2 separate regions of the Mus musculus genome follow, and region 2 is linked to region 1. Evidence: chromatin contacts called from public promoter capture Hi-C data. All regions are on one chromosome and are shown on one strand. Each heading gives the region's core, a stretch centred on a gene start, on an enhancer-like site or on the middle of the called end of the contact. The rest is flanking DNA. Distances are from core to core; before and after follow the strand shown.

The links. Promoter capture Hi-C pulls out the DNA fragments that hold promoters and counts their contacts.
Region 2: a contact with region 1 is called in a promoter capture Hi-C map of pre-B cells. The contact joins the promoter of Sh3bgrl2 here to the promoter of Myo6 in region 1. A contact is called at or near these places in 2 of 39 promoter capture datasets (cranial neural crest and pre-B cells).

Annotation. Positions count from the first base shown.
Region 1 is chr9:80,162,421-80,166,998 of GRCm38.p6, forward strand. Myo6 (myosin VI) reads left to right here and starts at 2,614. Exons shown (of 33, transcript NM_001039546.2): 1 at 2,614-2,809.
Region 2 is chr9:83,545,947-83,549,919 of GRCm38.p6, forward strand. It overlaps Sh3bgrl2 (SH3 domain binding glutamic acid-rich protein like 2), which reads left to right and starts at 2,392. Exons shown (of 4, transcript NM_172507.5): 1 at 2,392-2,557. The coding sequence starts at 2,513.

The DNA.
Region 1 (4,578 bases), core at 1,364-3,863:
AAATAAAACACCTTCTACTGACTTACAAACAGATTATCTTTATGTCAAATTCAAACTTAAGTAAGGTATGTATTAAAAATATGTAGCGATCTTCATTTTTCCTTTAAAGAAATTTATCATTATTAATTATTATCATTACTATTATTATTCTACCTACTTCATGTGTAGGGCGTTGTGCTTGTACATATGTCTGTGTACCACAGGAATGCAGTGCTTGATGAAGCCAGAATAAGCCTATGAGATTTCCCCCTGGAGCTGGATTTAAAAGCTCTTATGAGCTACTATGTACTCATAACTGCTGAGCCATCTCTTCAGCACCATGATCTTCATTTTAAAAAGCCAATTATTTCTGCGTACCTGCAATATATTTGGGTAGGAGCCCTATGTTAGGCATTGTCTTAGTCTGCTTTGTATTACTATGATATAACACCACCCAAAGCCAGTTTAGGGTTTATTTCAACTCTCAATCCATCACAGGAACTCAAAACAGGAACCTGAAAGCAGGAACTGTTGCAGAGGTAAAGGAGAATTCCTACTTACTGGCCTATTCATCCTGGCTTGTTCAGTTTGCTTTCTTATATTCCCTGGGACCACCTGCCCAGGAATGACACTTTTCACAGTGTACTGGGTCCTTCCATTAATTAATTCCATCAATTATCAATCAACCAAGAAAATGTCCCATAAGCTTGCCTACAGGGTAATTTGATGGGGGATTTTTAAAAACTAAAGTTCCCTTTCAGACGACTCTAACTTGCATGAAGTTTTGCCAAACAAAACAAAACAAACCCACATAAAACAAAGCAAAACAGATAAAAAACCTAACCAACACAAGCATCTTCTTCAGTCTTTCATCCTCTTATTTTTTGTAGTGGGGTCTCAGTGAGTCCAGAGCTCTCCTTTTCTGCTAGAATGGCTGGCCAGGGTGAGCCAATGGTGAGCCAAGGGTTCTGCTTGCCCTCTATCCCCCTCTCTCACCTTAGTACTGGAATTTGAGAAATAAGTCTGCCCCTGGTTTTAGTTTATTTTACAATCTTTGATATAGTTGAGATTTTTCTTTTGGCAATCTTGGAGCTACATTTCTGTGGTTGCTGTAAATTACTTCCTTTCTTGGTTTTCCTTCCTCTTTTTTAGTTTCCCTAATTTTACTTACTGTCTTACGAATTTGAAATGTGTTCAGTGGAAGGTAGCTTTTTCATCAAGTCATTTGGGTCGTCTCTGAATGCCTGACCCTTCCCTTACCATTTTTTTGTGGTGATATGGATTGAACCCAGGGCCTCACATGCTAGGCAAGTATTCTACCGTGGACTTAGTTATAGCCCATCTCTCTCTGAAACAGGATATTACTAACTGACCATGCTGGTCTTGAACATGCAGCTTCCCGAGTAGCTAGAATTACAAGCACGAGGCACCAGGTCCAGTTTGAATTCCTGAAACCTGTCTTCTCTGGGAATCTTCTAGACAGAGCCCAGTGGTCAGAGTACAATATGAGGAGTTGTTTCTCTCCTTGAAACATGCTGGGCTTCAGGATGGGCTGCAAGAACCCTCACTGGCTGAACTATCTTGCCAGCCCCTTATTTTGTTTTCATATTAACCTCTTTTTTCTAGTAAAGGAGATGTTTGCTCTCAAATTTGCATAGGAATGTAATATTTAATTTAAAAAGATGACCCACATATGACCTTATAAGGACAGTAAAATTAAACAACCGGAAAGATAAAGCGGGCCAGTTGGCTCAGTTCTATAAAACCAGCCCACAAGGATTGTCACTATTCTTAGGCTTGCGCGGGCTACATGATGAGTTCCAGGACTGCCTGGTTACAGACCGAGACTCTCTCAAGAGTCCAGATAAACAACAACAAAGGGGGCGAGGTGGAAATACAGGGGCTGTAAGAAGTAAATATGATATCTGCATGGGAGGCTAGCCAGAGAAGAAAAAATTTTCTTCCGTGGTTCAATCCTCCAAGGGCTGAACAGGAAGTTGACGCAGGCAGGTGAGGAGCACGAGCCTAGATGGGCTGCGGTGCCACCCTTAATCCCCACAAGCGAGTTCCTCCGCAATTCGCCTGTCCCACTCTCAACTTTTCTTCAACTGACTCTTTGCTGTGGTCCCTCGCTGTGGCAGTGGAAACAACTACCACTGCGAGGTAGGGAATGTCATGAGGGGCTACCTGCAGCCCTTGGCTTGCAGGGATGCAGGGATGCGGTCGGAACCTGAGGCCCCGCCCTTCTCTTGCCCCACGCCATTAGGCCACGCCCCTACCCAGCACTCCTTCAACCACCCCCTTCCCCGGCGCCTCATGAGGTCCCGCCCCTCTCAACCCTAGCTCTTGAGGCCTCCCCTTCACAGCCGCCCCGGCGTTCCTTGACTTGAGGCCACGTCCCTCTGCTCCTTCATTCCCAAGACCCTACGCTTTGCGAGTCCTCCCTGTCCTGCTGCCTAGGACCCCGCCCCTCTCAGCCCTTCTGCCCCAAGACCCCGCCCCTTAGGCTGTTCCCGCCCACTGGCCAATGAAGACCCGCCCTTTCTTTAGCCGCCCCGCCCCGGTCCCACAAAATCCCGCCTCCGGCCCCGCCTCCCGCCCCCTTGGGCGCTCCGTAGCAGTGACGTGCGCAGGCTGGGCACTCTGCAGGGCTCTCTGGCCGGCGGGTGGAGACCGATCCGGGATCTGTCCCAGCAGGAAGCGTATCCCGGCCGCCGTCGTGCTGTCGTCTCCGGTGCTCGCTCTCGGCCGCGGTGTCGCGCTTGCCCTTCGCGCCCGCAGCCCGGCAGCCTCTCCACGGCCGCGACCCCTCGCGCACCTGCCTCGCCGGGTGAGTGTGGGCGCCTGCCCGCCTGCCTGTCCTCACCGCCTTGGCCTCTGCTCTGCCCGGCGCGGACTGGAGCTCTGGCTTCCCCTTCCCGGGCCAGCGGGGCTCCTGTCACCTGACGAGTCCCACCCGACACTGCAAGATAGTTTTATTTTCTCCTTTCGAAACACAGTGAAAAAGCTACACAGTCTAGTTTGTTGTCAGAGTAAAGATCAATTGATACCATTAATAATTTAGCTGTGTCGAAGAAGACCATGGTAGCATACTATAAAGCTGGAATTTTAGTTCCTAAGCGTTCTAGTATTTTGAGTGTGAGTTTTACGGATGTGTTGCTGAAAATAACTTTGTTATTTAATTCCAAATCGTCTTAAACTAATTAAAACGTGCTAGCTGTGGATTGTATTTTAAAATAGGAAATAATTTGATAAGGCCATTCTTAGATAATCTATGTCAGGAACTTTTACACAAAGATACATTTTATCCGGCATAAAGTATGTAGGGCAGAGCTGTTTAAATCCCAATGTGGAGATACTGCTGGAGCGCTACACAAACGCTGCTCCGATTTCATATGTGTTGAATAAAACTTTAGTTTGCTCTCGTGTTACAGTTGCAGGATTTTCGAATATAGTTAGTCAGCTTGAGACTTTTAACAGCCTTTGAGGCTCGGCTGTAACACCATAAAATCTGAGTCTTGAGCTTGGTGGTGGTCATGGTCCAAAGGTTGGCTGCGGAACAGCAGCATTTCTGTACAAATTAACTCGACTTCAAGACATCTTGGCTTGTGGTTTTCCAACTGGGAAATGTTTAGTGAAAAAAAAATTACCTTAGTGCTCTCTAGCATTAATTTTAGAAATGGCCACAAATGCTACAAGGGGGACAGAGGAAGCCCAGAAACAATGTAGTTCTTCAGAACAGCTCATTGACTTTTAAATGTCTGCCCATTTTCTGTGTTTGCAGTTGCACAGGAGTAAACAGGCACAGTGATAAATAGAAGTCATTTTAGTCTGATGCTCGTCGGCCTGTAGTGTTTTTATTTCGTGTGTGTGATCTGTTACCCATTTTTTTCCCTCTTCCTTTCAAGTTTTGTATTTGTTTTCAAAAGTTACTTGTAAAAGGCAGGGACAGAATACAACCCTTAAGAAAAGAGTATTGCGATTATACAGTTAAAAAGCCGTGGAGTATAGATTTTACATATGGTCTTTAGTACCTAGACACATGAGCAAGAAAAAGTGAACAACTATGATTTTTCATAGAAGCTACAACATATTAAAAACAAAGATGCAAATTATAGTCCATGGGACTTGTCCGAAAGGGATTTTCCCTTGTTTACACGATCAAATTTTAAAATAACAGTGGCCAGGAAATCGGAGAGAAGCCGAAGGCTCCTCGCTCATCCTGTTGTGACTTTGCCTGGCGTCTGTGGTGGATCACTTATTGTTTAGACAACTGGACTGTATCTGGGTTTTGAAAGGCCTTTAGATGGTTTTAAAGATTTCCACCATGCAAGGTCTGAATAAATCCATAAGAACTCCACATAAAAAACCATTCTCTAGTTTTTAACTTTCTCTTGGTATTCAAAACTCCACTTAGGGTACAGGATTGGGAGTGTAACTCAGTGGGTAAAGACCTTGCCTTGTGTGTGTGTGTGCGCGCGCGTGTGTGTGTGTGTGTGTGTGTGTGTGTGTGTGTGTGTGTGTGAGGCCCTGGGTACTGGAGTTTCATTTATATTATTATATATATTATATTAGAACATCTTATTTAAACATTGCAAT
Region 2 (3,973 bases), core at 1,142-3,641, 3.4 Mb after region 1:
TGGTCTCGCCTCCTCCAGACTTGGTCTCCCAAGTGGTGGGATGCAGGCCTGTGCTACCACACCTGGCTGACCTTTGCCCTCTTTAAGTTATCCCAGGTTGTTGAGAGCTTTTGGTGCGACTTCTAGGAATTGGGTATTTGTCACTGGGCTTAGACAAGGAAGTAGGCCTAGATAAGAGTAACAGTGAGCATGGGGCTTTGTTTACTATTTTGCTGAATTATTTCCTTATGTGATCTTTTTGCATACTACTCTGCTTAATTACTTTCTTGTGTGATCTCCTTGTTTACTACTTCGATCCATTACTTTTGTCTTGGATATACCTAGAATGATCTGTGTGTGTGTGTGTGTGTGTGCATATATATATATGCAGGCTGGAGAGAAATAACGCTGCTTCAGCCTCCGTACAGGCAGGAGTCAGGTTATAATTTTGTCTAACTGTTTTTCTTCTTTTTAAATCCTCATTCCCTCGCTTGAGACCCTGTTGACTGATTGAGCTGGCTTGGTCACCAGGTGATTCGTCACAACAACAGGAAGATGACTAACACAGTTCCTCAGAGCCGTGTGTTCTATGTCACAGCTCCGTGCTGCCTGACTTCCCCAGTTGCAATTCCAATTTGCTGACTGAGGAAATGACTTAGTCAATTTCTTTTATCCATTTTCCTCAGAGCGCTTCTGAGTTCTACTGTTAAGCTGTTTATCTCCATTGCTACATTAATTCTATACTTTGGGGGGGAGGGAATGGTTCCTTTTGTAAAGACCCATATTTATACAGGAAATAATGTATCTACTTCTGTGAAAATTATTTCACATTTTATATGCCTTCATTTCCATGTTTGTGATAGCAAAAGCTAAAGAACAATTGCAGAGTGTTATAGCTACAGCAGAACTTATATTTAAGTTTTTAACATTAAAAAGAAATAAAGACCCACCAGGATTATATATTCTTACTCTACTAAGTTTAAAGAGGCCTATGACAAAAGTGGATTAAGATAAGCAATGAAGGGGCCACTGAGATGGCTCAGTGGGTAAAGACACTTGCTGCTAATCCTGACCCACACGGTAGAAGGAGAAAGTTGTCCCATGACCTCCACAAGTATGCTGTGCTAAATGGATCTACACAAACAAAAATATACATACATACATACATGCATACATACAAATAAAACTATTTAAGACATAAGCCACAGGAAAGGTTGGCAACTTGAAATATTAGTAAGTCTAAAAACCAAAGTCCTTCAAGCAACCATTTGTGCCAGAAACTTGCAAACGTGGGAGACTTCATCACACAATTTTCTTCTCTCTAGAATTAATTAGCAGCATTCCCTGAACGCTGCTAAAGTCCCTTGGTGAAATGAAGAAAGTAAATACAGTAGTGTGAGGGAAACTGGTTCACTTCCACAAAACTAGGAGTGGCTTGAGCCTTAGCCAAGCCAATACAACCTGCTAAAGCACTACTCGGAACCTATTAGCCACTTCATGAAAGCTTTCTCTTTAATGGTATCCTCCTGGGATACCGCGTTGGAATGCACAGCGATTTCGAAAAAGACACAGATTTGGCTCAACTGTAAATATCAGTAGGTGCACAGAGGCAAAGGCATTGTGCGGGGTAGGGGGTGGGGAGGGAGGGTTCTGATTCCCAATGTTGATAGGGGGATTTTCATTTCTATCAGTACTTATTCTTTTCTACTACAATTACAGTTTTGCAAAGAAAAATAAAATATCGGTCTTGTTCTCATTTGGCTTTCCAGTTTTCAGTGTCTTTAGAATAAAGTGAAAGCCTGTTTCATTTACCAAAGAGATTCCCTTTGCAAACTAGGCGTGGTGATGTATGCTTGTAATACCTGCTAGGGAGGGTGAAGTTGAGTTCCAGGCCAGCCTGGGCTACATAATAAAACCGCCTCCAGGAAAAATAACAACACTCCTCTTCAACAGTTTTTCAGGGTTGCAGGAGAAACAAAACACCAAAAGCTCAACCCACTGCCATGCCTGTCCAAGCCCGTGAACTGCCAAGGTCTCTGGGGCGAGCCTTTGCGTGTCTCTAAAACAGTGGGTCGCCTCAGCTCCATGGCTGTTTCTGATAGAGGATGCTCCACCCGTCTCCACCGCAAACAAAACCCAAGCTTGGACTATCCTCCACCCAACCCTTTGTCTTGTTTGCTGTGTTCTTGTAAACTGGCTTCCCGCCAATTAGCTTGTCCCGCTTCCGGGTCCTTCCTAAACCACCTGCGTGTACGATTAATTCCCGTGAAGCAGGCGCCGGACAGAAGGAGCGCAGTGCCTGGTCACTCTGGGCGCCAAGGAAACTACAACTCCCGTCAGCCCCCGCGGCCGCCTGGCCCCACCCGCCTCTCGCTCAGCCCGCGGCGGAGGCGCTGGGCTTTCATCCGCGGAGCGGCGGGAGCCAGACGCGTCGCTGCGGTCTTCTCCGACGGTCGCACGGGAGTCGGCAGCTACCTCAGTCGCGTTAAACTTCTGTGACCGAGTCAGCGGCGATCCCTGACGCAGCGAGAGGATGGTGGTCCGCGTCTTCGTCGCCTCATGCTCAGGCTTCGTGGCGGTGAGCCGAGCGGGCGGGATCGCGGGAGACGCGCAGCGCGTGCGCCCGTAGGAGACGCGCGGGCAGGTGACCGCCGGGCTCGGACCCGGTGGACACGCAGGGGTCACACACCCCGCACTGGCAACTGGCGAGGGGACCCAAGGGAGCCAGTCCCCTGCCGCAGCTGTCGGCTCCAGGGGCCCTTTGCTGAGTTTAGAGGTTCCGGACTTGGGACACCCCGTCGGCTTATGTTTCCTATGGCAGTTTAGACTACTTTGATTTGCTGACCTGGCGTCTGGAGGAAACCCATTTTAAAAAATTGCTCTACATCCTCTCGTCCCCAGCAAGTCCTTTTTAGTTTTACACCTGAGCAAACCACACTTGTCCTGTTAGGTCGCAGTTAATTTATTTTCTTTGTTGTTTTTTAGCCTAGGGTGTTACAAATACTTTTACATATGGTCCTTCCCTTGTTCCTCCAGTGCTGTGGTAAATTTCATTTTAAGAATAAATTGTGTTTTCTATTTTTAGCTACTCTGTTTGTCGAGTGTTGACTTCTTTTAGGAATATTGTTCTTTAGAAGAAGTTAAATAACTAGAAATAGTGCACATGTATACTAAGACACATGTAATGCGCCTGTAGTGTGTCAGTTATGTTTCATGTGATTGCTAAGACTTGATTTCCTTAGCCAAGAGTTAAACTACATCTCCAAAAATCTACTTTGTCAGTTACTTAATCAGATATAGAAAAAAGTACAAGAATGATTGGTTTAAAGTTTAGGCTGGCTGGTTGCCTGCTCAGTAGGCAGACTGTCTTAGAATTTAAGTGGGTGGGGTAGAAGGCGGAATAAAATACTACTTGGAAAATCCCCGTAAACTACTGAAGCTCTTAACCCAATCTTTTTTGATACAAGGACACAATAGCTGGGAAAATGCTGGCCTACCTGTATGTGCAGGCATGTCCTGGTTCTCAAAAATCCTCCCTTTTTGTTATTGCTTAGTCATAGGTGCCTTTAAAAGATTTTTCCCTGTTAAAGCTGAGCCTCATGAAATGTACTATCTCCTAGATAGATTTATTGAAATGAATTCCTTACTATAGAGCTTTTGGTCTTTACCATGAACTTACCAGCTTCGGTAATTATTTCAAAAGGAGCTTACTGATTTCAGAAGCAGCAAGCTCCAATGTTGATCTTCAGTTGTGTTGGGAAAGTCACAGGTAAATTACCTGTCTTCTCCATCATGTATCCAGACTTGCATCCTGTAACCAATTTTATCAGTTCCATAAACACACATGTATTTAGTGCCTGCCTACTGTGTGACTTGAGTCTGGGCTTTAATGTTTTGTGCACGGACCTAAGTTGAGGAAACAAGTTCTTGTGTGCTGCCTAGTGTGGGGACCAGTGGTGCCCGAGCTCTGCCCTTCTCTCTCTCCTGTACCAGG